Regions from separate parts of the Mus musculus genome. Here regions 2, 3, 4 and 5 are each linked to region 1. Evidence: chromatin contacts called from public Hi-C and promoter capture Hi-C data. All regions are on one chromosome and are shown on one strand. The core of a region is the stretch at or near the end of the contact, and the rest is flanking DNA. Distances in the headings are between cores, read along the strand shown.

Region 1 (5,656 bases), core at 1,556-4,055:
TTGGGGAAATACATTTTGAATTCTTACAGAGGTCCACAGACAATTTCCACATACACAAAGCAAATGCTAAACCTATCTGGGAAGTCACAGGCATATAATTTTTATATTCACTGACAAGGTTTAAGTCTCTCACTAGACATATGGATAGATGTAAACAGATGTAGCCAACAACTAAAGGAACGAAACTGAAGAAAGAATGCATCAGCTCTCAGAAGGCGTCTTCTACTGTCAGATTCAGTATCTCACTTTTATACAAATATTTTTTCTATCCTTACCAGATTAGTAGGACAGTAGAAAGCACAGCATAAAACTGCAAATTATTATATCCTTGGTAACATCAACTAGGTAAAAATTAACACTCAACAGCACGTTTCATTCCGTATACTTCAGAGTAATCTCAGCATAACACAGTGGCTCTCTGTATGAAGACCAACTTAAGGAAGCTAAACAAGTAGTAATGTACTGTACCTCTGACACTGTTTGCAGAAAGAAATGGAGACCTGCTTTGGAACACCTTGGCTGATGTCAACTTTACTTCGTAAACAGGCCACACAAATATTGGCAGGATTTGGACTAATTGGGACACCACATTCACAGCACAAGCTTGAGAAAATAAAGCAGATTTTTTCCAATTAGATTTTATACATTTACTAGTCAAAAACAAAACAAAACAAACAAACAAAAAACCCCTACCAAGCCAAAGCCTTCAAGATTCTACTGTTTAAAGTGGGGGAGGAGACACTTAATGGGTCAAAGTGCTTCCAGCTCTTATAGCAAACTGGGGTCAATTTTCAGCACACAAGAGGCAGCTCACAACCATCTGTAACTCTAGTTCCAGGAGAGTCTACCACTCTTCTGATGTCCATGGCCTCTTACATGCACTTAGCACACACACATACACTCACGAATAAAATAAGTTGATTTGTTTTTAAAAGACAAGTGGGGTGTGGGGGGAAATCTTTTTCGTCTTAACAACCAGGAAGCAGGGCACACAGATCTGTGAGTCTCACGCCAGCCAGAGCTTCATGAGAGTCTGTCTCGAAGAGGGGAAAAAGGCAATCTTAAAGACAGAGTGAAGAAGAATCCTGAAACATCGGCAAAAATCAAAGGGCCATAATTCTGAAAATGCTTAAAGAGGGCACTGTGCGACTTTGTCATGCTAATGAACTTCATGCAATGATAGAAATGTCCTAGTCCCTCATCTCTTCTTTAAAATTGGAAAACTAAGAAAAAAAGAAATTAGCAATGCAAATAGTCTAACAACAATAGCAAACACTAATGTGCACATAAATTCAACAATATAAACAAAAGACAGCCAAGTGTGATGGTGCAGACCTTTACCCAGCACTTGCGAGGCAGAGGCAGAGGCAGACAGATCTCTCTATGAGTTCCTGGTAAGCAGGACTTAACATGGTAAGACTGTCTCAAAAGCAAAAATAAACAACAAAGAGAAACAAACAATATATGTAAGATCCGTTTCTCGTTTCTCTTGCATCTGACTCGGCTAGTGGGTGCCCCCTTTGTTCTGAGCATCTACAATGCGTAGATGCGAACAGGCCCCCTTTACAGGGACCCACAATGAACAGTAAAGGAAAATGTACGTATTCCATGAAAACAGAAAGGAGATTATTAAGGAAAGGAAAGGGACCTGTGAGGGGGTAGGAGGGTTAAGGAAGATCAATGGTAGGGTAAATATGAACGCTGTACAATGTTAAATATGCGGACCCTCCTATATACATGAAAATATAATGAAACCCTGTATTTTATGTTACAAAGTAATTTTTAAAAGGAGAAATAGACAAAAATACAGGACAAGAAGAGCACCTATGCCTACCGATGCTCTAAGCTACAGGAGTATAACTCTATAGTGTACTGGAGGCAGAAAAATTTTGTGAAGCAGGCCTGACATAATCGCAGCACTTGGGAGGCTAAGGCTGAAGGGACAAGGCTCTCAAGGTCAGCCGTGGCTACAGAGTGAATTCCAGGGCCAATCTAACAGGACTGGCTCCATCGAAAGTAAGATTTCAACGAAACAGCAGAAAAAGTCTGTGAACCTCCGCCACCGTGGCCCACGGCTGCCCAAAGAAAACTAAGATAATCTTCCAGTGGTGGCCACTAGCTGCACGTGAGCACCGCATACCATGTGGCTAGCACGACAGAGGAGCCGGGTGACAACCGTACACGTCCACTCGTGCCCCTCTAGGAGGACGTCTTCTCAAAGCACTCATTTTTTTCTACACCGGACTTAAAATGGGGTAGACTTCCTATGCGATCAAGACCCAACCGTTTTCTCCCACCGAGAAAAGGACCTCTCCTGCTAGCGTTAACCGTTTTCTCGGTATTTTACGATCTGCAGACGCCAAGGGATCGATCAGGGCGGGCTCGCAACTCACATGTGTCCCGGGCTGTGCTCAATGGACTCTGCCATGTACTCCATGGTTCGCGCGCGACCTATCAAGGGGAGGGAAGGACCGGTGAGACTTGGATCCATCAGGTCGAGTCTCCTGAGTTCGGGGACAGCCATGCGTGCGGCACACAAGCCCGGGGGTCGCGAGCCGCCGCCCAGCACGGCCCTTCCGCCCTCCTCCGCGCCGCGGCTCCGCATGCGGCCGGCCTCGGCCCCACACCCACGCCCCGGCGCCCGTGCGGGCCGCTCGCAGCCCGGGTACAGGGCCCGGCTCGCTCCCTCGTCTGGCCGCTGTTGGCGCAGGAGCCGGGTCTCCCACCCAGAACCTACCAGCAGCTCCGTGACAGGGCGAAATACACCCACAGCGGGCAACCCGCCGGCCAGGACGCACTACCGGCTACCTCAGCCGCGCTACACACCTACGAAGATCTCGCGATAGGAGAACCGGAAATCCCGCGTGCTGAAGGGTGCGGGAGAAGGGGACGGGTGGGCGGGGTCAAAGAATACACGTGTAGCAAGGGGCGGGGCCTATGGAGTGAGTGGGTGGGGATACGGGAGACCGGGCGAGCTGAGCAGGCTCGGGACAGTGATTACAACAGTTTGGTGTCTGTGATAGGCTCACCGTTCCACCCGCCCCCGTATCTTTAAAATGCACTTCTCAGCTCCTGGGGAGAGGGCTCAGCAGTTAAAAGCAGTTGTTCTTACAAAGGACCTGGGTTCAATTCCCAGCACTCACAGGGTGGGCTCACTGACGTCTAGAGTTCCATTTGGAGAGGATCTGCCGCCCTCTTAACTCTGAGGCCACCAACCACAAACTTGGTGCATATATATTCATGCGGGCCAAACACTCAAATACATAAAATACATGGATCTTTCTAAAGAAACATGGCCACTGTAAATATCACCATGGACAACTTAAGAGTATCGAATCGCTGTTTACTAAACAGTTGATGCAAAAAGAAAAAGAAAAGAAAGAAAAACTGAAAACTCTCTATTATATTGCAAACACTGTACTTTTAATAGTAAGCAGAAAATATAAAATGTTTTTCATTAAAGAAAAGTATTATTCTTAAAGAAATCATCTGAAACATATTTTTCTCAGAAGTGGATCCACAAAATAGATGAAAACAGGTAAATCCGCAACTGTAACCGAAACTGATGTCAAAAGGAAGACCCTAGCATTTCTAAGGTCCGAAGAGGTGTCAGACGCCCCGGAGCTGGAGTTACAGGTGGTTTGAAACTGCCCAACACAGAGGCTGAGAACCAAGCTCTTCTGGTCCTGGGAGAGAGTAGCAGATGTTCTTAACTGCTGAGCCACCACCTTTCCAGCTCCACACAATCATCTGTGTTTTATAAGACATTTATAATGAACATGGAAATGTAACTACAGTATAAACTTTAGTTACTTGTTTTTTAAAGATATGCCTAATTTCTACTAAAACAGACAAGGGTGTTTATGTTCTCCACTTTTAATAGAGTGTTGGAAGTTTTTAGCTAGGGCTGTAAGACAAGGGAAATAATAAAGGGAATACAAATAAGAAAGGGAGAAACCAAAATATTCTTATTTGCAGATGCTATGATTCTATACATGAGAGTCCTAAGAACTCCAATAGAAGCCTTAGCGTTGGAGGCTGGGGAGATGGCTGAGTCAGTAAGGTGCTTGCCATGCAGGCTCGAGGATCTGAGTTGGATACCCAGCACCTGCATAAAGAGGGGAAAGTGGTCTGAAGAGATGGCTCAGTAGTCCATACTATTATTCTTGCAAAACACTAGAGTTCAGTACCCAGCATCCGTATTATCATCTTTGAATGGCTTATAACTTCAACTCCAGGGGGATGCCTCTATCTTCTGTGGGCTCCTGCACTCATATTAACCGTCGGCACTATTCAGGTAAATGAGGCAAAGAATTTTTCTTACTAAGCCTGCCTTTAGCCAAGTGGCATATCTAGAGGATCACACTATTCCAATTTAGGCTAATGACTCTAATTGGACTCCAGGACCCTATGACAGTAGAGGGTCTTTGTTCCCCAATGAAGAGGGTTTAAATTTGAATTCATCTTATCAAATAGAAGTGGGAGGATTTCCTTTTTGGATTGGGCATGAAGTTCATATTTGAAAGTTATAGCTAAGGGGCAGTTATTTATTATTCATAAATGAACAAATATGAAGGACCCAAGAACCTATTCATTTGAATAGGGGAGGGGTTTGAAGAAAATATTACTAATAGTCTTTCCATTCCACCTCATTCTCCTCCTCGCCACACTCCTGTAGTCTTGGAGGTAAGTGTCTGGGAACAATGAAGAGGATCAGAGCTGTGAGCTGTGAGTAATTCTTGCTGTGGTAACTTCATACCTTGGTGCCTACAGGCTCTGCTTGCACCAAAGGTGCAGAAAGACACAGAATTAAGATAGTTCTATAATCAGCCAGGCGGTGGTGGTGCACGCCTTTAATCCCAGCACTTGGGAGGCAGGGGCAGGTGGATTTCTGAGTTCGAGGCCAGCCTGGTCTACAGAGTGAGTTCCAGGACAGCCAAGGCTACACAGAGAAACCATATCTAACAAAACCAAAACAAACAAACAAAAAAAAAAAAACAAAAAAAGATAGTTCTATAATAATAATACCATCACCCACCCATAGCAACGAATCTACGGTTAGTATGACGTGGAAGCATATGGTACCTCCTCTCTTCATATGGAGAGAGGAACTACTCACAACCATCTTTGGGATTAATCATCGTGTAACATTTGGGCCTGGGAAAGGAATATATAGAAAACTACTTCTAACAATAGGACTATGTTCTCTCTTATTTAAAAAAAAAAAAATGTACCTCATCTTGTGGCTGTTGGCAGGCAAGTTAGCTGGCCCCACCACCGCTGGCTGCATCACTCGAGAGAGCAGGCCCCACACCTGCCTTGCCTGGGCAGCACAGTAGAGCTGGCCCTGGTGGCGTGAGCATGGGAGAATCAGCTGAAAGGTGGGGAGCTGGCCCCATGTCTTGCCCACTGCCACAAGCAAGAGAGCTGGCCCTGTCCCTCACCTGAGCAAAGCAGGAGAGCTGGCCCTAATGGCATGGGTGCAGGAGAACTGGAGGGCTAACCAATTCAACTTCTACCTAGACCCAGATCCAGGGCTTTTGAGTTGGCCCACCCCAACATCTACCCCAGATATGAACTGCTGGAGCTCATGAAGGGGCTAGTCCAACCAATCCAAAGCTGCAGGTTCTCCATGACTCAGGGCAACAACAGTATA
Region 2 (5,656 bases), core at 1,259-3,758, 2.7 Mb after region 1:
CCAATTGCCAAGGCATATCCTTAATAAGGATAAAACAAGCAGTTATTATGTTTCAGAAGGGCAATTAGTTTAAGAGAACAAAGGTTCACAGAGGACATGGCAGTTTATAAGTACTTCAGCATAGTGTTTCATTAAATAATGAAAACAGAATCTTTGATCCTGGGTACATGCCCCCTCCTCAATAAAAGGTAGAAAAGTAAAATGGCCGAGTGTGGTGGCACATGCCTACAATCTCATCAGGCTACACAGCAAGTTCAAGATCACCCTTGGGCTGCCAGAGACACTGGAAAAAACAAAACAAAACAAAACAAAAAGTAAAACTAGGGTGAACACTATTTAACATACTATGGAATCCAGAAACAGAGAACCATCCAAAGGAATTGTAAGAACAGAGGCAAAAATTCAGATATAACAAGGCAAAATTCAAAAGAAAAAGAATTCTGTCAAAACACCACTGTTAAGACTGACATATGATGAACTCAGACGCTATGACACATGTACAGGGCCCACACAGGTCCAAACCAGAAAGGATACCAGCATCGAGGTTGGAGTGCTCCAGAAGCGCTCCCATCCCCAACAAGAAGTCATCTCCAATCAACAATTGCTGGAAAAGGAACAATTAGTTCCCAAGGGTACACAAACCACACTTAAGGGCAGGCTCCATCTCCTGCAGTAGATGGCCAACATAAAACAAACACAGAGATCTTTTTGGAAACTTTTTTTTTTTTTTCTCATATTGCTTTGTTTGGTCATTTTTGTAAACCATACCGATCTTTTGCTTGTATATTATGGTTTGTGTGTGTGTACACATTTCTCATGCTTTCTTAGTTTCCTTTTTCTTTATTTGTTAGTTTGGGAGATGAGGGAAAACCATCATCAGAATATATTGTATACAGCCGGGCGTGGTGGCACACGCCTTTGATCCCAGCACTCGGGAGGCAGAGGCAGGAGGATTTCTGAGTTCGAGGCCAGCCTGGTCTACAGAGTGAGTCCAGGACAGCCAGGGCTATACAGAGAAACCCTGTCTGGAAAAACAAAGAACAAAAAACAGAATGTATCGTATACAAATAACATTATTTTCAATTAGAAAAAAAACTACTGTTGCAACAACGTTCTGTAGATTATTTAGTGTCTCTTTTTAAACTAACAAATCACAGGACTTCCTTCCCATATTCTGGGAGTGAAACCAGAAGAAAGTTATCTGTAAATGCACTACAACAACCCTATGACAACCAATTCACATCACAACTCTCCACGCTGAATATGTAGAGACTGGGTCATCGAGGCCAATTAACAGACAAGTGCCAGCTGCCTTTGTCTTTTTCAGCTTCAGACATTTTTAGCCTTCTTATTGAACATACAGTCATAAAGTGCTACCACTTAGCAAGAAATCTCCTTTGTCTGCAAAGAAAGTGAATATTCATAAACTCTAAGACTGGAGAAGCTCTCAAAGGAGAGCTGCTTTCCCCACATGGTTGTACCTGTCACATCTGCTCCACTCCTTAAAACCTGAAAACTCTACGTAGCTACTTCACTGGGAGCTTTTACATCTAAGTTCAAAGATGACAACTCGAATACCTTCATATGCCAGCACATGATGTGTGAATTTATTTAACAACCTAGTACTTAGTAGGGACAAAACTGGGCTGCTGGCAAATCTAGAGCTTTCCCCCCCCCCTCAATAAACATTTTAAATACAACTCAGAAATTACATTAATAATAACCTAAAATCGAGGGCAGACAACATCCATTGTAACTCCTGAGAAAGGTGAATGAGTTCAGGAGTTAACTATCTGGTCACATGACCAAAAGTCTAGAAGGTAAATTCACAGACTGTTTAAAGTGATGTGTGTATATGTCAAGACAGGAAGGGTCTGTCTAACCATGTATTCTCTCTCCAGCCAACAAGCATCCGATAGACAGGAGAAGGGGTGGGGATTCCGTGCACACTTAGCCACAGCCTCCCCCTCGCTCCGACTACCTGGAGGAGGTGAGAGTGAACCTGGCTAAAAAGGAAGGACAACTGGGAATCCGAGGAACGGCGATCGAGGACCCGCGGGACCCGCGGACTGGGGGCTACCTCTCCACATCAACTCCACACTGTAGGCCAAGCCTGGGGCCTGCGGCCGCTCGCCACCCGCGACCACTCCGGCGACCCCCTCGCCCAGAGCCAGCAGGCTGGGACCCTGCAAGGTGCGGGGCGCATGCGCACGGCTACAAACCGCACGCCGCGGGCCCAGGCCCAACCCTCGGCGAGCTCCTGGCCACAGACTGCGCCAGGCCCCACGCCGCCTCCCGCAGAGCTGGGCCTCGCTACGCCTCCTTCGCGGGCGCCGCCCCCAAGCTCTGGACGCCGGCATCACCTGGCTCGACCTTCGGGTTCGCACCTCCCGACGTGGGGACCTGGAACCCCCTCTTCTAACCACGGCGCCACCGGCGTCCTCAGAACTTGCTTCAATTTAAGCTCAGCGCCTTCCTGGTTCCAGCACCAGGCAGCTTCAGCCGAGCTGTCGAGTGCGTCGATGCAGGCTGCTGGACCATTAGGAATGCCGAGCGAGTGGATTGTCATGCCGCCAATTTTTTGTTTAATGTTTGTTTTGCGTGTTTGCATAATTGGATTTTCTTATTCTCCAAAAGCAATAAAGGTGGTACTATGGGATGTTACTGCCTTAGTATTCGCCGTTATCGTCACAGATAATCAGCAAACATCTACATCGTAAGAAGTTATGTTTAAGACATCCGCGTAGAGCAAAATTGGTTAGTTCCTGTTGAGCGAGGTGGAAATTCGCCCAACAATAATAAATCATGGGAGTGTGTCTGCATAGAGTCGTGTGTGATTAAACTGTAATGATTTATTTGCAAAAAAATACATTAAAATCGGTGGGTTTTTTTTTTTTTTCCTGCCATGAAGGTGAAGGCATTCACGGATTGGAAGCAATTAGTTTCTCCTATTAAAGAAACTGTTAGATAGGAGGAAGAAATCTGCCCGATAGGAGAAGGTTCCTCTAGAAGAGAAAGTAAATGGGTAGATTTATAAGAAAGAAAGAAAGAAAGAAAGAAAGAAAGAAAGAAGCTTCTATTACCGAAATTAAAGAAACGTGGCATTTTCTGTAATATACAATATTTTCCTTGTATGACTTTTCTTTCATGATTTAGTATAAGGAAACAAAAATGAGGAGATATATAAAATATTAACTTGGATTCAGGCCTACTGTTAGCTAGATACTAAGGTTCAGATTTCCACAGAGATTTGAGATGGAACTCACTTCCAGTATAGGTTTATTCCTGGAAAGTAACTGGACCTTAACTAGCCAGTTTTGAGGGACTCTTTTAAAACAAAACCACAACACTACATGTTTGTTTTAAATAATTCAAAAACTGGGGGAACTCTTGGGGGGGGGGGGTCCTGATTATTTTTGTATCTGTCCATAGGCTGTCTCCTGAGTTTTAAAGTCAATGTTCCTTTCAAAACTTTGACAAAGTAAAATAAAATAAAATAAAATAAAATAAAGGCTTTGAAATGTCTTTTCTCAGGAAAATATTTGCTGTTTGGTGAAACATCATACTTCATAGCTTTTATTAATACAATTTCCAAACTTTTAATTTCTTAAAACTGAAACTTCCTAAAAGAGGGACTATTGGGGATGGCGAGGAAGGGAATGGGGGGGGGGATATAAGAGGCTAACAGAAGAGGTGTATGTTTCCATATGTGAAAAGTTCATAAAGAAAACCATACAATTATATGCTAATAAAAATTTTAAATTAAACTTCCTTTACACAAATGGGAGTCAGACACTGGAGATTTATCATTGCTTCATCTACCACCCCTATAGTTAGAATGAGTCAAGAAGATGAAATAATAGAGAAATCTATTGGTTCAAATTACAGGATAGTCATGCCTGATCTTTCTCTGGTTACCTTTAAAGTGGTCATCCTTCTAGTACAGAAGATGGCATAAGCGTTTGTATTTAAGTCCTGTGGTTAAAAGGATGAAGAAGCGTCTGGGGGTCTCCTGATCTCTTACCAGGCTTCTAGCAGGGGCTATTTGGGAGGTGTTTACGAATATGTATTTCGTCATAGAGGTTGAAAGCTACTGAAACACCATGTCAACTTAGTGGATCCCATTACTAAATGATCTTTTTTAAACAGTTTCACAAAAGAGTAAAATTCTGTGATTATTCTCCGGAATTACAGTGTTACAGATAGCAGACCGATGCTCAATGTGACATTGCTCCTAAATTCATAGAAGTTAGGAAGCAGTAAGGTTTTGAGTCTTGTGAAATAATAAAAGCAAGAGTTCATGTACTTCAATAATACCTAAATGTTTAATGCAATCGCTGTTAACCATGTAAAGGTATGCCTTTGTCCTAAAAGCAGGGTGGGAAATGTTTCTAGAAGGAAGGATAATGTCAAAGAAAAAGTAAAGCAACATTTCTAATAAGCTTTATTTTCATGTCCTTTAAATGTGCAATGTAGTTAGTATTACAAGAAGTTATGGAACGTCTTAAATTACACTTAAATTCTCGACTGAGAATACATTATGTACCACAATTCTGTGTTCTCTTTACCAATGTTTTAGGTTGTTTGGGTAGAACTTCTGAAATTATTGGCTAAGTGTGTTTTGTTGTTCTAATCAATAAGTAGAAGATATACATATTAATGGCCTGTAACTGCTTTCATTTTTACTGAGTACTGGATCCAAGAGAACGAAAACATTATCTTTTAACATCAAACAAAACTCATTAATATTCAGTATACTGAAAATGCCCCCCCAAACTGCCACTTAAAGAGGTATATTTGTTTACATATTCAAGTAAATGTAACATTTCATATGTAAACATTCTTTTGTGTGAGCAAATAAGTATTTGCATAGCTACAAATCACACAGCAAGCCGTGGCTTAGAGGAGACAGTCATGTCCCCCCCCCCCATATAATTAAGAGTTTTTATAAAATAATTGTCAAATATACAGTTTTTAAGTTATAAATCAGAAAGAGAGTTGTTTTCCCCCCTCCAAAGAGTGAGTCTTTTTTTCACAGTCCACGGTAAACAAAAATTAGTCGAGCGACAAGCAACATCGGTAATTTTTTCCGCAGAACTCAAAAAGTAGTCATCTTTTGTTTTTCAGAATTAGGAAATCGAACTAGAATGCCCCCCAAGATGCTAAATAATTAAGGGCAGGGTGCAGGGAGTTGTTAGGAAAAGGAGTAAGAACCCTTAGACCTCATAGAGAAAATCGAAATGGAACTGCGCCTGACCGGGCTGTAAGAAAATACCTTAAGACCGAATCTGGCAGAGAACAGCTGCTCAGGAAACAAGTTAAATCGACCAACCCCTTCTAGCGGGATGTGTCTTTATGGGAGTCAGCTTTGACTCCAAAGTAGTAGAGTGAATTACAGGGACCAGTACTCAGTGAGGCTGGCTGCGCGTTCGGAAGATCCTAAAAGGAGGTGAAGCCTTCCGAGGTGCTGCAATGAAGCCCCATTCGCAGCAGGCGCGTGAAGACCGGATGCACCGCTGTGCAGCTGCAGCGGCTTGGAGCAAGAAAGGGTGCAGGAACGGAATACTGGAATGGTTGCTAGGCCTATTAACCATAGAGAGCCCGATACTGGGCCAGAGACCAGGGGTCATCATTGTAGGGTCGAGCAGTTGGGATG
Region 3 (5,656 bases), core at 1,806-4,305, 2.3 Mb after region 1:
TGACAAGCACTTGGGGACCACCATCTGCTTCCCCTGAACTGCTGGCTGCTGGCGTTTCAGAGTCTACGAACTCATGATATTCAGGCAGCAGACCTCTCTGCGGCTCTCCTCAGACTGTGAGCACAAAATGGGAGTGTTTAGCTTCTAAAGGATATGGTTTGGCGGATGCCCTTCGGCTGAAGAACAGCCTGAGCGGGCGTTAAGTCACTCAGTGGTTTGGCAGTATCTTCGAGTGCCAACATTTTAAACAATGCTTTTCTGGTAGGTTTTTGTAGAACTTGTATTCAGTGCTGTGGATGAAACTTCCTGAAAAGAAGCCATGTCTGGCTGTGACTGCAGACCTCCTGGAAGGAGTCTATCTGCAGAGTATGATGGACCCATCAGAATTTCCTACTGGGGAGAATTGGAATCATGCAGGTTCAGGGGCTACTTACCCTGTGCTGGGCTGTGCCTTGCCCAACCGTGTATCTGAAATAACACCTCATGAGAATACACTAAAACCTCTTAGACGCGATTAACTTAGCAGGACACTAGCGTCTGCCAGTCCTAAAGCTAAGAATGTCGTCTTGGGCCTATAGAATAGTTTCCCATCTCATTGTCCTTGCCTCTCTGGTGTGCCCACCAATGCATTTTAAACCTGCCTTGATCTCTGACTTTCTTTGTTCTATAAAATTAGAACATCATGAAACTGCTTGCATGGTAGAACATTAAATTTGGGACAACCTGTGTTTCTGAGCCATACTCAAAATGGCTCCAGATAAAAACTCTGATTTCCTTTAAGATGAAAGCTGTGTGTTTTGTTTTGACATGGACAGCACCTTTTGAGATTCACTTTCCATTTAACATTATAAACATGGATCCTTCATTGACATGCGTAAGACTGTTGTGACAGCTGTATAAGGGTCTGTCATGCCATCTCAGCATCAACCCAGGATGTTCACAGCCATCACTCACTTCTAGAGGGGTTGTGAATACACAGTCACATCTCAAGCCAGCTTGACCTCTCCTCTTTGTCCATCTGACTTTGGCTAAGGAGCCTCTGTGGCAGTGGTTCCCATCCTGTGGGTTGCAACCCCTCTGAGGTGGAACGACCCTTTCATAAGGGTTGCCCAAGAACATTGGAAAACACAGATATGTATATTACCATTCAGTTATGAAGTAGCAACAAATATAATTTTATGGTTGGTGGTCACCACAACATGAGGCTATGCTAAATGCTCGCAGCATTAGGAAAGTAGAGAACCACTGCCCTGCACCCGACCAGTTTTCATCCTAAAACAAGGTTTTCTGAAACTTATGAAACTATAACAACAGTAGAATTAAAATCGATTTCTGAATCGCTCTGGAATCAACCGCTAAGCACACACCTCGTGCATCGTGGCAATCCTGCCAGTGTAGTATAGCACCCGTTCTGTTAGCGTCGTCTTCCCAGAATCAATGTGAGCTGAGATCCCAATGTTCCGTATTTTTTCATTGGGAACTGGCCCTGACGAACACCATCGGCGGGTCTTCCAATCAGCCTGAGAAACAGTTTTAAAAGCTCAGTTTAGCACACCTATTATACGAGATCACAGTTAAAACCTGAACTACGGACTTGTTTTCTCATCCTCAAAGCAAGGTTCTCAACCTCCGTATTATCTAAGGAGCCCTGGATTTAATTCTGAATAATACTCATAAAAGAAGCACAACTACTGCTTCTAAATGTTAGTTTTAAACTTGAGACTTTTAAAGGTTCGTGTATATGTGTTTTGCTTGCATATATATCTCTGCACCACGTGCACGCCTGGTGCTGGAAAGGTCACATCGCCTAGAGCTGGAGTTATGGATGGTTCCGAACAAAGATGTGAGTTTTGGGCATTCAACTCTTCCTCTGGAAGAGCAGTCATGGGCTACGTTTTCACCCCTCCACTGTGTGGGTCCCAAGACTGACACTCAGGCTGTCACACTTGACAACTACCCTTATGGCTGGCTGATCCACACTGCTAACTTTTAAATACACACTACCATAATAGTCAGAGCTATACCTCTCAATGGCCACTTTAACAAGAGATACAAGTTTTAGATTGAATTGTACCTTAGGTTCTCTGTCTTCTCCCGTCCTGTAATTCACAGCTAGCAAGGGGCATATGGGTCTACCCAACTAACAGCCACAAGACAACTCCAAAAAGGTTTCCAATTTCATCTGAACGAAAACAAGGAAGTGCCTTTTGGGGTGGTGGTGTTCCTGTCAGCTTTACAGTGGGGGGTGGAGGGGGATGTATTTGTTGAATCAAAACAAAACTGCACACCCAAACGCTTGGCAAACACTTCTGGGTAGAGGGAAACTGGGCACATGTCAAAGAAGACAGCTGACAAGCGCTTGGATGGTTAAACCACAGGAACACTTGGTAGCAAAGCAAACGAGGTATCCATGACAGGTAAGAGGTCACATCTACCAACGGCTTCCCTGCTCTGAGTACCTCACTCCAAAGACTTACAAAGTTTAATCTATACACCTGACTGGGAAACTTGGCCAGAGAAGAGTACCGGGATGTTGAATAGAACCCACACGTTCAGAGAGCATCCAACCACACCCAGTAGTAAGAGGACCACTGGATAACGAGTCCGAAATCCGGGATTCGAGCCCCGGGGACACTAACTTTCATCTGACCTTCACTCGGGGCACTTCTCTTTAAGGTAGATCATCAGGAAGGGAGGGACCCCGGCGCAGAGCTGCGGGTCGCAAGGCCGAGCTGGCATGCGGATACCCAAGGGCTTACGGGGCTCGGGAAATCGCTGCTCAAGACCCCAGGTAAGGAAAGGTGTCGCCAACCTGCCCTGCTCTGGAAGGTTCTCTGGCACCAGTACCTGCTTCCCCTGCCAGCCCAGGACTGCAGGGACCCGAGGGAACGGTCCACGCCCCAGGGCTGCGGCGACCCGCAGCAGCCGCATGGCAAGCCTGGAACAGCCACTTCCAAGGCTCCTGCTCTGAGGTGATCGGTTGTGCTCAGCGCCGGCAGCAGAGCGGGAAGAGCTCAAAGTCACGCCGGCAACCGGAGCCGCAGGAGCACTTCCGGGAGGAAGGTCAGGAGGACGGCCAGAGGAAGACAAGGGAGAGGCACCTCTGTCTGAGCTCGACGTGGCGCGCGCCCTCTCCTGGTCAGGAGGAGAAAGCGTAGTTTATGCAGAGGATTGTCACAGGGAGGTGTCATTACTACGGAGGCAGGTACTCTGGTCCCTTTGTCTTTAAAGGAAAAAAATAAAAATTAAAAAACCATCTCTGTATAAAAAAAACAAAAACGTGCCGGGTATGGCGTCACACATGTCTAATAAGAACACTTCAGAGGCAGAACTAGGCGGATCTCTAATGAGTTCCAAGATAGCCTGGTCAGCAAAGAATTCTGGGCCAGACAGGACTAGACAGTGAGAACCTGTTTCAACAAAACAAAACAAAAGCTGCAGATTTTAAACATAGTTGTTTTACCTGCATGACAATGGGAAAACGTTTATAACAATTTAAATGGAAGGAGTACACAAAAATGTATTCATTACTACAGCATCAGAGAATCTGGGGGAGGGGCTGGAGATACGGCTCAGAGGTTAAGAGGTCTGCTCTTCCTGAGGTCCTGAGTTCAATTCCCAGCAAACGCATGGTGGCTCACAACCATCTGTAATGAGATCTGGTGCCCTCTTCTGGCCTGCAAGGTATACATGCAGGCAGAAAGCTGTATACATAATAAGTAAATCTTAAAAACAAATACTTCAAAGAGACTCTGGGGAAATGAGAGTAGATATATGTTGGATTACAAATAAAATTTTTCAAAACCTTCTTTATTGTTCATCAGTAATACTAGCTATGCATCTTCAAAACTGCACCCGTGGCGCTTCTGTCTGGGCTTCTTAAAGGCCTCAAAAACGTTGACATATCTAAAACAGAGCTTCTAGTCTTCCCCAAACCTCCTCATACAGTCTCCATCTTAGCAAAAGAATCTCCGTCCATCCAGTTGACCTAGCCAAAGATGGCAGTCACTTGCTGGCTCCTGTAATCTAAGCCTCTCAGCATATGCGAACCTCCCATTTCCTTCCACCTCTCCACAGGGCTATTTCTTCCTGGGGTTACTGTGATGAGAACCGGGTTGATTTCACGGCTTTTGTCTTTCCCGGTTTTTTTTTTTTTTTTTCAGTAAACTCACACACTGACTAAAAGGATCTTCTCAAGCCAGACCATATTCCCTCTCCGCAGAAAATGATCTCCTTACTTTAGTGTTGTTAGGCTGGAACCCGTGCTCATCACCCCCCGACACACCCCCCCCCCACACACCCCCCAGCTACAAAACCCTATGTGCCCTCCTTCCCCATCCTACCACACAGAAAAAGCTCCCTGACCCCTCAAAGGAAACTACAGCCTAACAGGTCATCATCTTCCTGATTCCCGCTACCCACCTGGGAGTGCCTGCCTGGGCGCTCAGCTTTTTTTTTTTTTTTTTTTTTTCTTTTTTCTTTTTTTTAACCTTATATGGGCATAATCCCATGTTTCATCACCACACGGCCCAAAACTATAAAACCTCCTTGCTTTATCCTGGGCGAATGACTTTACTGACCTCCACCTGATAGATTGGCCAACTCGCCAGACTGCTGCCTTTTAATAAGCCTGCCTTTATGTTGTTTTTTATAAACAGGTGGCAGTGATCAGGCAGGAAGGAGCAACTCAGCCGGCCGAGGTGAGGTGTTCCCGCTGAGGAAACAGCTTAGTATAAGAGGAAGTTTATTGGGGGAAAGGAAGGGGGCCTGGAAAAGGAGTACAGGCAGAAAAAGTGGGGGGATAGAGAAGGACAGAAAGAAAGAAGAGCGAGAAAGGGAGAAAGGGTCCAGCTGTCCAACAGGAGACATGTGGGAAGGAGAGGGAAGAGGTCTTCTTATATGCCTAGCTCCTGGATCATACCTGGTGAGCATAGATGCAAACTGTTGCAAGGTAACTGTTGGGCAGAGCCTAGAGCTGTGCTAACGATTTATACTTTTGATTTGACTTGAATTGGTTCATTTTGTTGGCAGAGAAACCTATTAGGTACAAGTTCAATGTTTTTCATAATGCTCTTTGGGAAGGAAGTTCAGCTCTCTTTCCAGGATACTTCAGCCCTGTACAGGTGGAGGCATTGTTAGCCGAGAACAAAGCTTGGGGTCAAGGCACAGTGACACTTCTTTCTGTACTTTCTTGTAGAGGAGGAACATCAGAGGGCTCTGTGTCTGCAGTATCCTTCTACCTTCAACTGTAAACCCGGACAGAATAAGACATCCAAAGATGGAACACTGGTTCCAAATTCCCAGTCACTGATGTCTACCCAACACTCTTGTTCCTTAAGTCATTTGTCTTCTTAATTTGTACACCTCTGCCCGACAAGTTTCAACAGCTCCCTCACTCCTTTCTACATCTGCACACATCCTGTTCTTTCTCCCGTAGTTCATTGTATTTAATATCTATCATGATATCACATGATAAATCACCATGATGTCTTTCATAACTCTTATTCTTGTAAAAAAAAAAAAGCCATGTCAGAACCATTCTTTAATAACATCAGCCCAACTCACAAATGTAGCATTGGAAATGCTCTGTACCTTTGTTGGCAAGTATTACCTAGATTCGGAACAACCAATGATAACCTTTGATTATACCTGTGAT
Region 4 (5,656 bases), core at 1,609-4,108, 2.2 Mb after region 1:
AGCATTGGCACTAAGCAAGTAGGGGTCCTGTTTTTCTGTAGACAGCCAAGAGCCTTCCTCAAGGGGTTCTGAGACAGATATTGTGGGCTAAGAACACAGTATAGGGAATGTGTACGTTTACAGGGTCTAACCTTAACAAGAGCCAAGACCTCCCAGAACATGAAATGAAGGCAAAGGAATCAGATGAGCTACTTTTTCTCCACTAGTGTCCCTGGTTCCATGACTCAGAAATAAACATCTTTCTCATCCTGTCTAGACTTTACTGGACTTCAGCAATATGTAGTCAAGGTGGAGTTACCCCTATCCATCTGCCAAACCCATGTACCTTCACCTTTGCCAGGGGGAAGAACTACAACAGGGATATAGATTTATATATGGCTTGGTTGCTAATAGTACTTATAAAAGACTAGGTGATAGAGGTTGGAGGAAATATCTTTATTGAATAGCCCATCAGTTTCTTTTAATCACAACCCCTTGTTTATTTATAAAAAGAAAGTCACTGCTGGATTTATTCTTTGTCAAGATTCTATCTTCTTTTCAATTTGTTGTCACAATTCTTTTTAACTTGCTAGCAACAGCAACAATGATAGCAATTTCAAATAGCCATTACTTTCACCTCGGCACATACATGTAGATATGAGCACACTCGAACCTCACAATCACCCAGTAGGGCAGGAGGTGCCACCCAAGCACAAGTGGGGGAGATTCAGCTCAACCTAAGTATCTGGGCTCCAAGCAGGGGCTCCAGGCTCTGGATAACCTGGGGGTGCTATCTCAGGTCAAAAGACCAACATTGTAAGCCCACTCACTTCCATGATCCAAAAGCAACCACTGTTTCTGGTTGGTTCTTCCAGAGGTATTCGGTACATTCATAACTATGTAGCAGGCACTGGGAAGTCTTGACAGGCGATATGGCTAGGGACACTTTTGAATTCAAAGTGAATTGTGAACGTCAAAAAAGAATCTGCATGTACATGTTAACAGCTTAGTACATGCACACTGTGAACCAGTTTACTTGTCCCGAGTTCAGCCCTAGACAAATGGAGGGTTGACTCCAGAAGACACCAACTACACTGCATATTCCAGGAAAGTTCCTGAGCCTAGATGTTTACAGAATGAGAGAAGCTTTCAGGGAAGATGATGGGGGGGGGGGGGGGGGCAGGCATCTCTAATCTCAAAGATGTGACTGTCCCTGTGAGCAGAGGGGCATGGCAGCTCCAGGATAATTGTCTGCCTTGTTCTCCTCCTCCTGGCTCGGTGAGATGGAAGGCAGCTTTTCCTAAGGATGTCTATCCACTGCCTTCTCTGGTTGCCTGCCTTTCTATACAAAGTGCAACATAATATTCAACCCATCTCTGCTCATTGGCATTTGTGGCAGGAGTGGGAACAGGTATCCTGGCCTCTTATGTACACTAGGAAGCACATGTTTTCTGACAGCTGATGTCCACTTTGCTTCCTAAGTGACCATATGGGTACTGACCATGGTTAGTCCAGGGGCAGGGTGAGAGAGGGAAAGAAAATGGAAACAAAGGATATGTGGGCCTTTTTGAAATACTCCACCTACCCCAATGATTCTGCTGTCCCCTCTTGATATGACTGCCAGCCCTGACCTGGGTTAAGTCACCATCTTAAGGCTTCTGGCTCCCTCCTCAATTTTCTGCAGAGCATGCTATTGCAAACAGCACAGGACACGTTCCCTTGGCTCATCGACTGTAGGTGTGCTCCAGATGTTTATCTGGTTGCTCATCCTCATCTCCCCATGACCCAGGTGTTTCGTAAATCTGCAGAAGGAAAGACAGTCCACAGATGGGCAACAGGGGGGAGTATCGTTTAGACAGTTTCTCTTTGTCCACAGGCCTATGGCTTGGTGATCATAGGATGGCTCCTTCCAGAATCCCGTCTTTGAGCACTGGAGTCTAAGGCAGATGGCAGGCAGTAGGCTGCAGGCTGGGATGGCAGGAAAGATACCCAGCCAACTGCTCCCTTTGTTCCACAGGTGTCTCCCAGCTTCACAAGCAGTAGTTAACAAATGGGTCTCAATCATTCTTTGGTCCTTCAGGATAGCGACTGCTGCTGATGAGGTGGGCTAGACCCCTGGGTATCTCCGGTTGTTCTGTCTCTCTTACATTTCATTTCATTTATTATTTAATTTGTTATGTTGTACGTAGGTAGGTGGGTGGGTGGTGGTCGTAGGACAACTTGCTTGAGTATGTTCTCTCTGTTCACTACATTGGTCCTGGCAAGACTCCAGTCATCGGGCTTGGTGGCTAGCACCTTTACTCACTGAGCCACCTCACAGGTCCCTAAAGGGCTTTCTCTTACCTGTGGTTTAGAAAATAGTAGCCACCTCTTGCCTTCAGTGACGCGTTGATTCCACACCTCACGCCACTGGAATCTGGCTTCAACCCAAGGCCCCTCTCCAGTATTAATTAATTTACTTGATTCTCAAAACCTCTGTCCGGTCGCCCACCGCCCCTCCTCCCTACCTGGCCTGCAGGTGCTCACTACCTGCTCCCGCCCTCTGCACACTTTCCCTGTTTCCAGCTGCCTCTTCTCAAATTCCCCATCAAGGCCAAGGCCACTGGTCCCTGTCACCACCCGTCTCCTCTTTCACCTCAACTAACCTTTGGAGTGGGTTCTAAGACCTGAGGGTTGTGAAATTGCAGCAGCCGCAGGCGACAAGCTAAGTTCCCAGAGTTGGAGTCGGAGTGTGCCCTCAAGGAGGCGCCCCACTGTCCCATGTCCCCTCTCACCGCGTCATGGGGACATGGGACATGACCCGCTCTCCCGGAGGCGCCTTCTGGTCCTTCTGCTTGGACAGGGAGGCGAGGAAGGGCGGCGACCCGGGGGCGGAGGGGAGTGGCCGCCGTGGCCTATTTCCGTGAGCACTGCGAACCGGGTCCAGGGAGCTCAGCGCCAGCTTTCCCCATCCACGCAGCCCCGTGGGCCCCTGCCGCCCGTGTCCATGCAGCCCCGTCAACCCCCGATGCCAGCGCTGTTGCTGAGCCTCTGGCTGCTGCCGAGCCTCGCACTGGCCGCTGCTGTCACTGAGCCCGCGGACCTGGAATACACCGAAGTCCCCCGGCAGCCCGCGGCCGTGGGGCTGCCACGCGGGATCCTGCAGCTGGCGGCGCGCGCTGCGCTGCACTTCTTCAACTTCCGCGCGGGCTCGCCCAGCGCGCTACGGGTGCTGGCCACCGTGCAGGAGGGCCGCGCGTGGGTGAGTGAGCCGCGACGCGGCGGGACACGCTCGGGGACCGCAGCGTTCCCAGCCTGAGCTTGTGTCGCGCGAGAGGCGCGGAGCCCTCCAACGCTGCCTCTGCCTTTCCGGTATTTCTGAGGCCAGAAATACTTAGCGTGTTTGAGAACCTAAGAAAAAAGGTCCCATGAATAACAGCCCCTGGTCGGGGTACCCAGTGTGGGTGTTGGCATGCGCACTGTGTACCCAGTCTACTCATGGCTTAGACTCTATGGCTCCTACCAAAGTAGGGGAGGTGTGTGTGTACAAAAGCTAAGCCAGCTCTCTACATCGCAGACACGTTTCTAGAGTTTCGTTGTTCATGGCAGGCCACCAGTGCAAGGCTTCGGGATAAAGTGGTAAAGGTTACTCAGGGGTCTGACCAGGGACCATTCAGTTCTGGTATCTTCTTAATCTAACTAGGGAGTGACAGGGCCGCCGTCTTCTGCATAACTGAAAGGGCGATCGAAACTTTTCAGCTCCTAGATCGCTTGCTGATTTCCGGACAGTGGCTGTAGATGTGTTGCTCTCTTCATTAAACAGATTTTTAAAGTTACACAACTGCGGAATCCCGAGGCAATGAGGCTCCCGGGGTGTTCCACAAAGCCACAGATCCGCAGCCTTGCATCTTCTGTAGAGTGGAGCATAAGATTTAAATTGGTGTGATGATAAAGACCATCCTCCGTGTAGCATCAGATGATGTGAATCACCTTCGTAACTCTCAGCCTTATTTCCTTATTTCTAGAAAAAGGCAAACTACTGTGAGTGTTAAATAAACAGCAACAGCAAAACAATCTTTACTGTCTCAGGGACAGTCTCTACTCCAGGCTCCATCCAGCCTTTACTAGTTCACCGGAGAAATGAAGTCACAACTTAAGATCTTGTCCTCTTCTTTGAGGAAAGAGGAGCCCTGATGACAACCTCCCTCGTTATTGGGGGGTGGGGGGGGGGAGAATTCTCTATTAAAACAAACAGACAAACAAACAAACAAACCCAGACGGACAAAGTTCACCAATTTTCAAATACCAGGGATTATTTTCTTTCAATCCAATATGATTTTTAAAAAAATCATAAAATAGAACTAGTGAGACAGTCGTTGGGTAAAGGTGCCTGCTGGCAAGCTTGTGAGTTTGATCCTCTGACCAGGAGGTGGATGAAGAGACCTGACTCCCCCAAGTTGTCCTTTGACTTCCACGTGCCTGCTACAGCATGCATGCACACACATAATAAATGTCATTTTTTTTTAAACTCCTAAAATACCTAGCATTTCTGGGCTTTTTCAGCTACCCCTTGGCATCCTTACAAAAGCAGCTAGCTCTCAACATCTGAAGGAGAGCTCACTCCTTTCGTGTCAGCAGGAGCTTGGGTGCTGTTCAGCATCTGTAGTGGTCACTTCAAGGTGACCCTAGCTCATCCCAAATGGTGGTGTATGCGCGTGAACACAGATAAACTTGGAACTCAAGGCTATGAGAAACAATGTTACATTTCCCCTTAACCTCGCTGATAATTTAACACTTATGTGACTGCAGGAGCCAAGGAAAAGAGGCCAGTGTGCCAGGAATCAAGTTCTTCCACAAATCCAGTGAAATTGTTTTCCTTCAAAGGTTACTAAAACTCCACCCTTAAAGACGATCAAGCAGGCCAGTGTTGAAGTGATAGACATCTGGCAAGGGCCTGCAAGGCTCTGTGAGAATGGAGAAACCAGGACTGGCTTCCTGGAATCTGAAGCAGGTGCTGCTGTTTCCTTTTTTTGTTTTGTTTTGTTTTGGTGTGTGTGTGTGTGTGTGTGTGTGTGTGTGTGTGTGTGTGTGTGTGTGTGTGTGTATTGTGTCTATACCCCAGGCACCTGTCCTACCACTGAGCTATATTCTTAGTTCTATGTAATGAAATAATGTGGGCTATAGACTATGTATTCACATGATAAAAGCAGAGAGTCGTGTTTCAGAAACATGTGCATAAACTCGGTCGTGATGAGGGACGCAGTTCTTGCTGTATATTTCGTCTTAAAACAAAACAAAACAAAACAAACAAAGCATGAAAGCCAGGCACCCAAATGACTCCAGCTCTAAGATTCCCTCGATTCTCTTTTTAGTGCTTCAGAGTCCTCATTCTAGAAACACTGTTGCCCTCTGGTGGTCAGATGCAGCCATCACTGCAGATTATGGTGTAAGAAAGAGCAAGGACCTGGTCTCAGTTCCTAATTGCAGAGGAGACTTTACAGCTGCCTGTGTTCTCTGCTATCCCTGCCTGCCTGATGTCACCTTGCTCCTGGCCATACACTACCTATTCATAATCAAAATTTTCAACTTTCCTGCTACCACACAGCACAGCCTCAGGACCACAGTGGGTGTGGGGAAGATTCCAGGCAGTAGTGGAAGTTCTTAGGTACTGGTTGTCCTGGATCAGGCCCAGGGTGCT
Region 5 (5,656 bases), core at 1,851-4,350, 2.1 Mb after region 1:
AAATCAATCTTTAAAAACAAAAATCAACTCTTCGTGTCCACCATATGTCAATTCACACAAGTCTATTCAGTTCTTTGAAGAAAAACTTTGGCCCATTCCTACATTCTAATAACCAGGTTAAATTTACCCACAATTTGACTTTTTTTTGCAAGCTTACCGTATTCCAAATATGCGGTCTATCAAAAAGCCACCCAAGAAACACAAAACTACATTGGGCCAAGAATACCAGGCATACAGCAGCATGAATTTCGTGGTGTTCACTTGCATGTCCTGGATAGAGAGAAAAGAAAACTTTTTTTCCACACAGATTCTGCAATTAACGAATCAAAACAAAACGTAGTGACAGCTGTGTATCTATACAGGGTATGTTTCCTAACCATGTGTGAACTGTTACTTCCTTGTGACTCTGGAAGCTACGACCCTTGCCCTTAGAATAACAGCCATACCTGGGAACATCTTAAGTCCACATACTATGTCTCAGGCCTCATGGATTCTAGGACCTGTCACTGGCATGGGGGCCAACTCAGCCCTTTTCTGTCTCCTACGTTCCTCCTTCTTCATTTCCACCTCCATTATGGACTCCTCCCAAACAGAAAAGAATCGTCCTTGCCTAGTCTTACAGATGTTATCCTCTTTAACCCCTCCTAGAATGCAAAGGACAGCCCATGCATTTTTCCTCTGCCTAATGGCTTTTTAAAATGCACATAATGATGGTCTAAATGCCCAAAAAACAACAAATATCAAATACAGTTTTACAACTCAAAACCAGACTAAGAATGCAGATAGGGCCAATACTCAGCAACCAGTATGCACATTTATAAAAGTAAATAACAGCAAAGTTTATCTAAGAAGGCCAAAGCTGTCCCACCACTCACTCAATGGTTCAGAGGAGTGCAAAGCTCCAACCAACACTAGCATTTCCCGTAACACTGTGGGCAGAGTCCATAATTATCTACCTAAAGAAGAAAACCATCTCGAGGCATGTATATGTTATTCAGGAGTTCTTTAGAGAAACAAATTTGATCTCTGCAGCCTGTGGGTGTGGTGATAACAGACACTAGAAGAGAAAGTGGACATCTCAGATGGGGCACCTGAGAGCTCATTCTATCTGAGCATCTGTAAGTGAGTGCTCCAAAGCAAAGCAGTACAAGAACGGAGAAAATCAACTCACCCGTTTCACCTGAGTCTGAAGGGCAGCGGGGTTGTCATAGCAGAAATAGCTGCCTAGAAAAAGGAAGAACACATATTTCACTCGGAATGATAATATCTATATAAGAGTTTCAAGTTACAACTCCTAACTAGTAACTCCCCGGAGGTGTTTAAGGTTTACTATGGCTGACACTATGACAACAGATTTTTTTTTCTTGCTTGTGTGTTTGTTTTACACCACTTCCTGATCTACCATTCCAAAGAACTTCCACAAGGTAGTGGTGTGCATACACAGCATATACCAGAAACCTGATAAAGAGGTCAACATCAACTGCTTTTAATCATTTCGTTTCCGTCTTTCTTCCCATGCTTATCACTGTATTAACATCTTCATGAAATCGCTGCATTTCCCTTACTTAAAAAAAGTCTACAAGCATCCTCTACAGGTGCACGTTAGCTGGGTCCTCACTTTTCTTGAAAGCAGAGGTAACTCAGAGATTCAAACCAAACCAGTATTTGATATAGATCCTGATCCTGCAAACAAACAAACAAAAACAAACAAAAATACCCAGGAGCAAATAACTGAGTGAAAACTGGGCTAGAAACAAGAACAACACAAGCGCCAGTCTAAGGGATCAAATGAAAACTGGCAATGTCTCCTGGGAGCGGGGAAAGCTGACAGGCTTGAAGAAGCCCCAAGGTAACACTGCCTGTTTCCCCGCTGACTCTGTAAATACACAAAGCTAGCGGTCCAAAGGTGGAGAAGGCAGCTAGCGACAGGGCGGCTCTAGTTTCTCAAACCCAAACTTTCAGCCCAATCTACCTACCAAAAATAAACTGTCAACTTGAGTAGGGACAATTTCTTCAAGTGTTTTGTCTATGCTTACTGGTTATTGATTCTAAACCTAGAAACTTCTCCTTCAGGATTTAACTGCTTATAAGAAATTCAATACCATGGTTGGTTGGTTGGTTGGTTGAGACAAGATCTCACTTTGTAGCCCTGGCTGGCCTCTCTAGCGCACAGACATGTCCCTGTCTTCCAGTACTGAGATTAAAGGGCGCCACCACTATCAGCTCAATACGTTTTAAAGCAAATGAGTACCATCTTCTCAAAAATAAAGAAACCGAAGCCCAAAGTATCTTTTATAAACCAGGTGCATGTATTTCTGAATCTGATCCCCCTGAAACACTCTTTCAAGCCAAGCCAGTTGTTACGAATCCGAACAGTTTCAATGTAAACTAAAAACTGTAACACGGGAGGGAAGGGTGTCTTTAAAAGTAGCTAATGAAAGTGTTTTGCGCCAGATCAGATTTCATAAGTGAAACCAACTTAACAAGTGTGGTCCTGCAAGGCTGTCTCACAGAGGAAAGGTAAGAAAAGACTCCTACTAAGGTGTACTTAGCAGTGAACACTATCCAAAGCGGATCCGAGCTCTAAAAGAATACAAAGGAAAGCACTGGGGAATGGGAGGGGTCGCCTGGGGAGGGAGGAAGAGGGACTTAGTCACGCTCTGAAATTCCCCCAGCAACGTTCTGAAACTCTCGGGAGCACAGCTCTCCGGGAGAAAGATCTGAGTTTCCTTCTCATCTGCGTCCCCAGGGAGGAGCTGCTGAACACCGGGGCTTGGAGGAACAAACGTCACCTCGCTCCAGACACTTGGAAAAAGCGGGCTCCCGAGCCCAGGCAGCAGCGCGAACCCTGGAATCCCTCTATCATCTGCCCCAGCCGAGCCCCGCTCACCGAAGCCAAGGAAGCACATGAGCGACAGCACCACGAGCCGGTGCGCCAGGCGGCTGGGGTCGCAGAGCGCGGACAGAGCGCGAGGGGCGCCATGGACTGCGCTGTCCGCCTCGCGGCGGCCCCCAAGCAGCGCCCGATCTTCCCCATCCTCGTCCTCCATCAGCTTGCAGCCTGGAACGGAGCAGGAAGCAAAGGCAGGGCGGCAGCGGCAGCGGCAGCACTCACGTGATCACGTGTGTTCACGTGACTTGCTCGGGCCACGCCTCTCCGTGCTCACGTGAACGGTTGCTCACGTGGTGGCCGGGCTCCCGTGCTGCCTTTCTGTTCTGCCGATGGGGTATAGATCCGGTCGGGAGTGGGAGTGAGCGACCGGGTTCTCATTAACATCTGATTTAAAACCAGTAGGAAGTGGTGGTGCAGAAGTCGTGGTGGAAGGCTTGACCTGAACCCAGCTCAGTCCTCCCTCCCTCACTTCGCCAACTCTTCATGAAGAGTTGTTAAGTTGACCTGACGGAACAGCATATGATGTACCTGACACTTATGTACTAGAAAAGAGGACAAATTCTCTCACCTCTGAATATGGGTGAGAGAATTTCCTTAGGTGGACAGAAACTAATCATGTGGGTGGATGGATGGTGACTGCAGCTGAAAGAGTTATTGAATTCCTCTGGGTTTTATACGTTTATAATTACACGTTTATACTGATCTTGGAGTAAGAGGAAAGTCGAGTAAAGTAGAAACACGAACATCCTAAATGAGGAGCCATTCAGAGATGTCCAGCAGAGTATAGAGACCACTAGGTTTGTTTTGAGAAGTTTGATTTGGCAGCGCAGCCTTCTACCCCACATTTCTAGGTTTGCCGAGTCTTTGCAGTAGAATTTTGAGTGTAGCAAGGCTAGGTGCTAAATAGCTGTAAAGCGTGCCGCAGAAGTGAAAGTGAGAGGCTCAAAGCTGGAGCTATCGCACCAAGGAGAGATCCAGTGACTAAATGAGGACTTGCTTAAACAATAGCACCTGGGATTTGAAAAAGGAGGAGGACTTTTGAGTGTTTTCTAGACTCCTAGCTTGGGCCCTCCAAAGAGATCCAAATATGGGGGATGGGGAAGCAGAGGGACTGTGTCAGAGAGATACCGTTTGGAATGTTTATGCATAGCCTGCTGTCTACCTTGCATTCCCCTGACTAACACTGTGCAGTTGCCAGCACAGTGGTCATACCCCACCTTGGGCTTAATCTTTCACTCAGCATCAGCTGTACTACAATGAAGGGCCTAGACCATCAGTTTACATTCCTTGGCTTTGTCCACAGTATAGATTACTGTCTTGTGCTGGCTAGTTTTATGTCAACTTGACACAAGCTGAAGTCATCTGAGAGGAGGGAGCCTCAGTTGAGAAAATGCCTCCATGGAATGAACCTGTAGGCAAGGCTGTAGGACATTTTCTTAATTAATGACTGTTGGGGAGGGCCCAGCTACCCTTGGGTTGATAGTCTGAGGTTCTATGAGAAAGCAGGCTGAACAAGTCATGAGGAGCAAGCCAGTAAGCAGCACTGTTCCATGGCCTCTACATCAGCTCCTGCCTCCAGCAGAAGGTTCTGTTTGAGTTCCTGTCCTGACTTCCTTCAGGGAGAGACTATGATGTGGAAGTATAAGCCAAATTAATCCTTTCCTCCTTAACTTGCTTTGGTCATAGTGTTTCATTAAAGCAATAGAAACCCTAACTAAGACAAGTCTAATGGCTAAGTCAAAAATACAGGTAAGAGGCTGGCTGCCAGTATCTCTAATCCACTTTTTGGCTTTTTGGGTTTTGTTTGTTTGTTTGTTTCGTTTGTTTGTTTATTTTGTTTTGTTTTTGCCTTTAGAAATCTAAGTAAAAATGGCTATGATAGTATAGACAGTTTGTACTTCTTGTTGAAGGAGGTTGGACTTCTTTTGAATGATAGTCACTTGTGTCTTAATGAAATGCCCAGGGTAATGCCCTCTGGACCTGACCTCATTCTGTGTTTGCTTAGACAGTTCTCAGCTATCTATCCTCCCAGTGGGTCATGTCTACCCTGGCTACATATTTGAGATTTCCACAACCATGACTGTGGTCTGCATATTCACCAAACTAATTAATGTATATACAAATTTAAACTCAAATAACTGAAGATGTAAGTCAAAAAATAATTGGCATGTTATGTCTGAGATGATAATGATAAGTATTAATATATAATATAATAAAATTTTGAGGTTATGCTGACCCTTATCTAACTTTGATGTAAATTTTTATCTTTGTGGGTTTTGCCTTTTAAAATGACACCTGAGCTTTGGCACCTAGAGACTGAAGCATGAGCCCATGCTTGGTAGCCCATCAGTTAAAGGAATCGGCCTTAATTGTTGCCATTAGTGTGTGGTCTGTGTTTTCTCCCATGGATGTGTTTCAGTTTTCTACAAATTCTCTTTCTCTTTTTGACTCCATGTCTTCAGCAGGGCTCCCAGGGTTTATTCCTTTACGTGTTGCTTACGTAGAATCACCAGTGTGTGTAGGACTTGACATTTCCTCCGACTGTGCTTTATTTCCATATAGTTTTTCATCCCAAATCATTTTTTTCATAATGTGAAGGCCTTTACTCTCAAATAAGATTTCAACACCCTTAAATTGAGTATGGAATCACATGTCTGTCATCCCAACTATTTAGCTTTTAATGTGATTAAGACTTAGGCAGGAGACGTGTGGAGCCGACGAAGCCCTGAGTGAGGGACACCATGAGTGTGTGTTGTTGACAAG

Evidence for each region. Promoter capture Hi-C pulls out the DNA fragments that hold promoters and counts their contacts. A called contact is a pair of places that touch in the nucleus more often than the background predicts. Capture Hi-C pulls out chosen DNA fragments and counts their contacts.
Region 2: a contact with region 1 is called in a promoter capture Hi-C map of adipose tissue, with 2.8 times the contacts expected there. The contact joins the promoter of Rsrc1 here to the promoter of Nmd3 in region 1.
Region 3: a Hi-C map of B cells shows a contact between it and region 1, with 5 read pairs. The contact joins the promoter of Gfm1 here to the promoter of Nmd3 in region 1. A contact is called at or near these places in 1 of 39 promoter capture datasets (liver), 1 of 484 Hi-C or Micro-C datasets (B cells) and 1 of 115 datasets of contacts at active chromatin or transcription factors (astrocytes).
Region 4: a contact with region 1 is called in a promoter capture Hi-C map of liver, with 4 times the contacts expected there. The contact joins the promoter of Rarres1 here to the promoter of Nmd3 in region 1. A contact is called at or near these places in 2 of 39 promoter capture datasets (liver and pre-B cells) and 1 of 115 datasets of contacts at active chromatin or transcription factors (bone marrow-derived dendritic cells).
Region 5: a Hi-C map of B cells shows a contact between it and region 1, with 5 read pairs. The contact joins the promoter of Mfsd1 here to the promoter of Nmd3 in region 1. A contact is called at or near these places in 5 of 39 promoter capture datasets (the 3T3-L1 cell line, the C10 cell line, hippocampal neurons and 2 more), 2 of 484 Hi-C or Micro-C datasets (B cells and CD4 T cells) and 1 of 9 other capture datasets (adipose tissue).

What each region holds. Positions count from the first base shown.
Region 1 is chr3:69,719,204-69,724,859 of GRCm38.p6, reverse strand. It overlaps Nmd3 (NMD3 ribosome export adaptor), which reads right to left and starts at 2,805. Exons shown (of 16, transcript NM_133787.2): 1 at 2,738-2,805; 2 at 2,394-2,451; 3 at 469-603. The coding sequence starts at 2,437.
Region 2 is chr3:66,982,514-66,988,169 of GRCm38.p6, reverse strand. It overlaps Rsrc1 (arginine/serine-rich coiled-coil 1), which reads right to left and starts at 2,508. Exons shown (of 10, transcript NM_025822.4): 1 at 2,364-2,508.
Region 3 is chr3:67,427,514-67,433,169 of GRCm38.p6, reverse strand. It overlaps Gfm1 (G elongation factor, mitochondrial 1), which reads right to left and starts at 3,055. Exons shown (of 18, transcript NM_138591.2): 1 at 2,848-3,055; 2 at 1,368-1,520. The coding sequence starts at 2,931.
Region 4 is chr3:67,512,725-67,518,380 of GRCm38.p6, reverse strand. It overlaps Rarres1 (retinoic acid receptor responder (tazarotene induced) 1), which reads left to right and starts at 2,858. Exons shown (of 6, transcript NM_001164763.1): 1 at 2,858-3,220. The coding sequence starts at 2,966. It overlaps Gm40067 (a long non-coding RNA gene), which reads right to left and starts at 3,132. Exons shown (of 3, transcript XR_001783859.2): 1 at 2,625-3,132.
Region 5 is chr3:67,580,212-67,585,867 of GRCm38.p6, reverse strand. Mfsd1 (major facilitator superfamily domain containing 1) reads right to left here and starts at 3,100. Exons shown (of 16, transcript NM_025813.3): 1 at 2,891-3,100; 2 at 1,172-1,224; 3 at 158-270. The coding sequence starts at 3,050.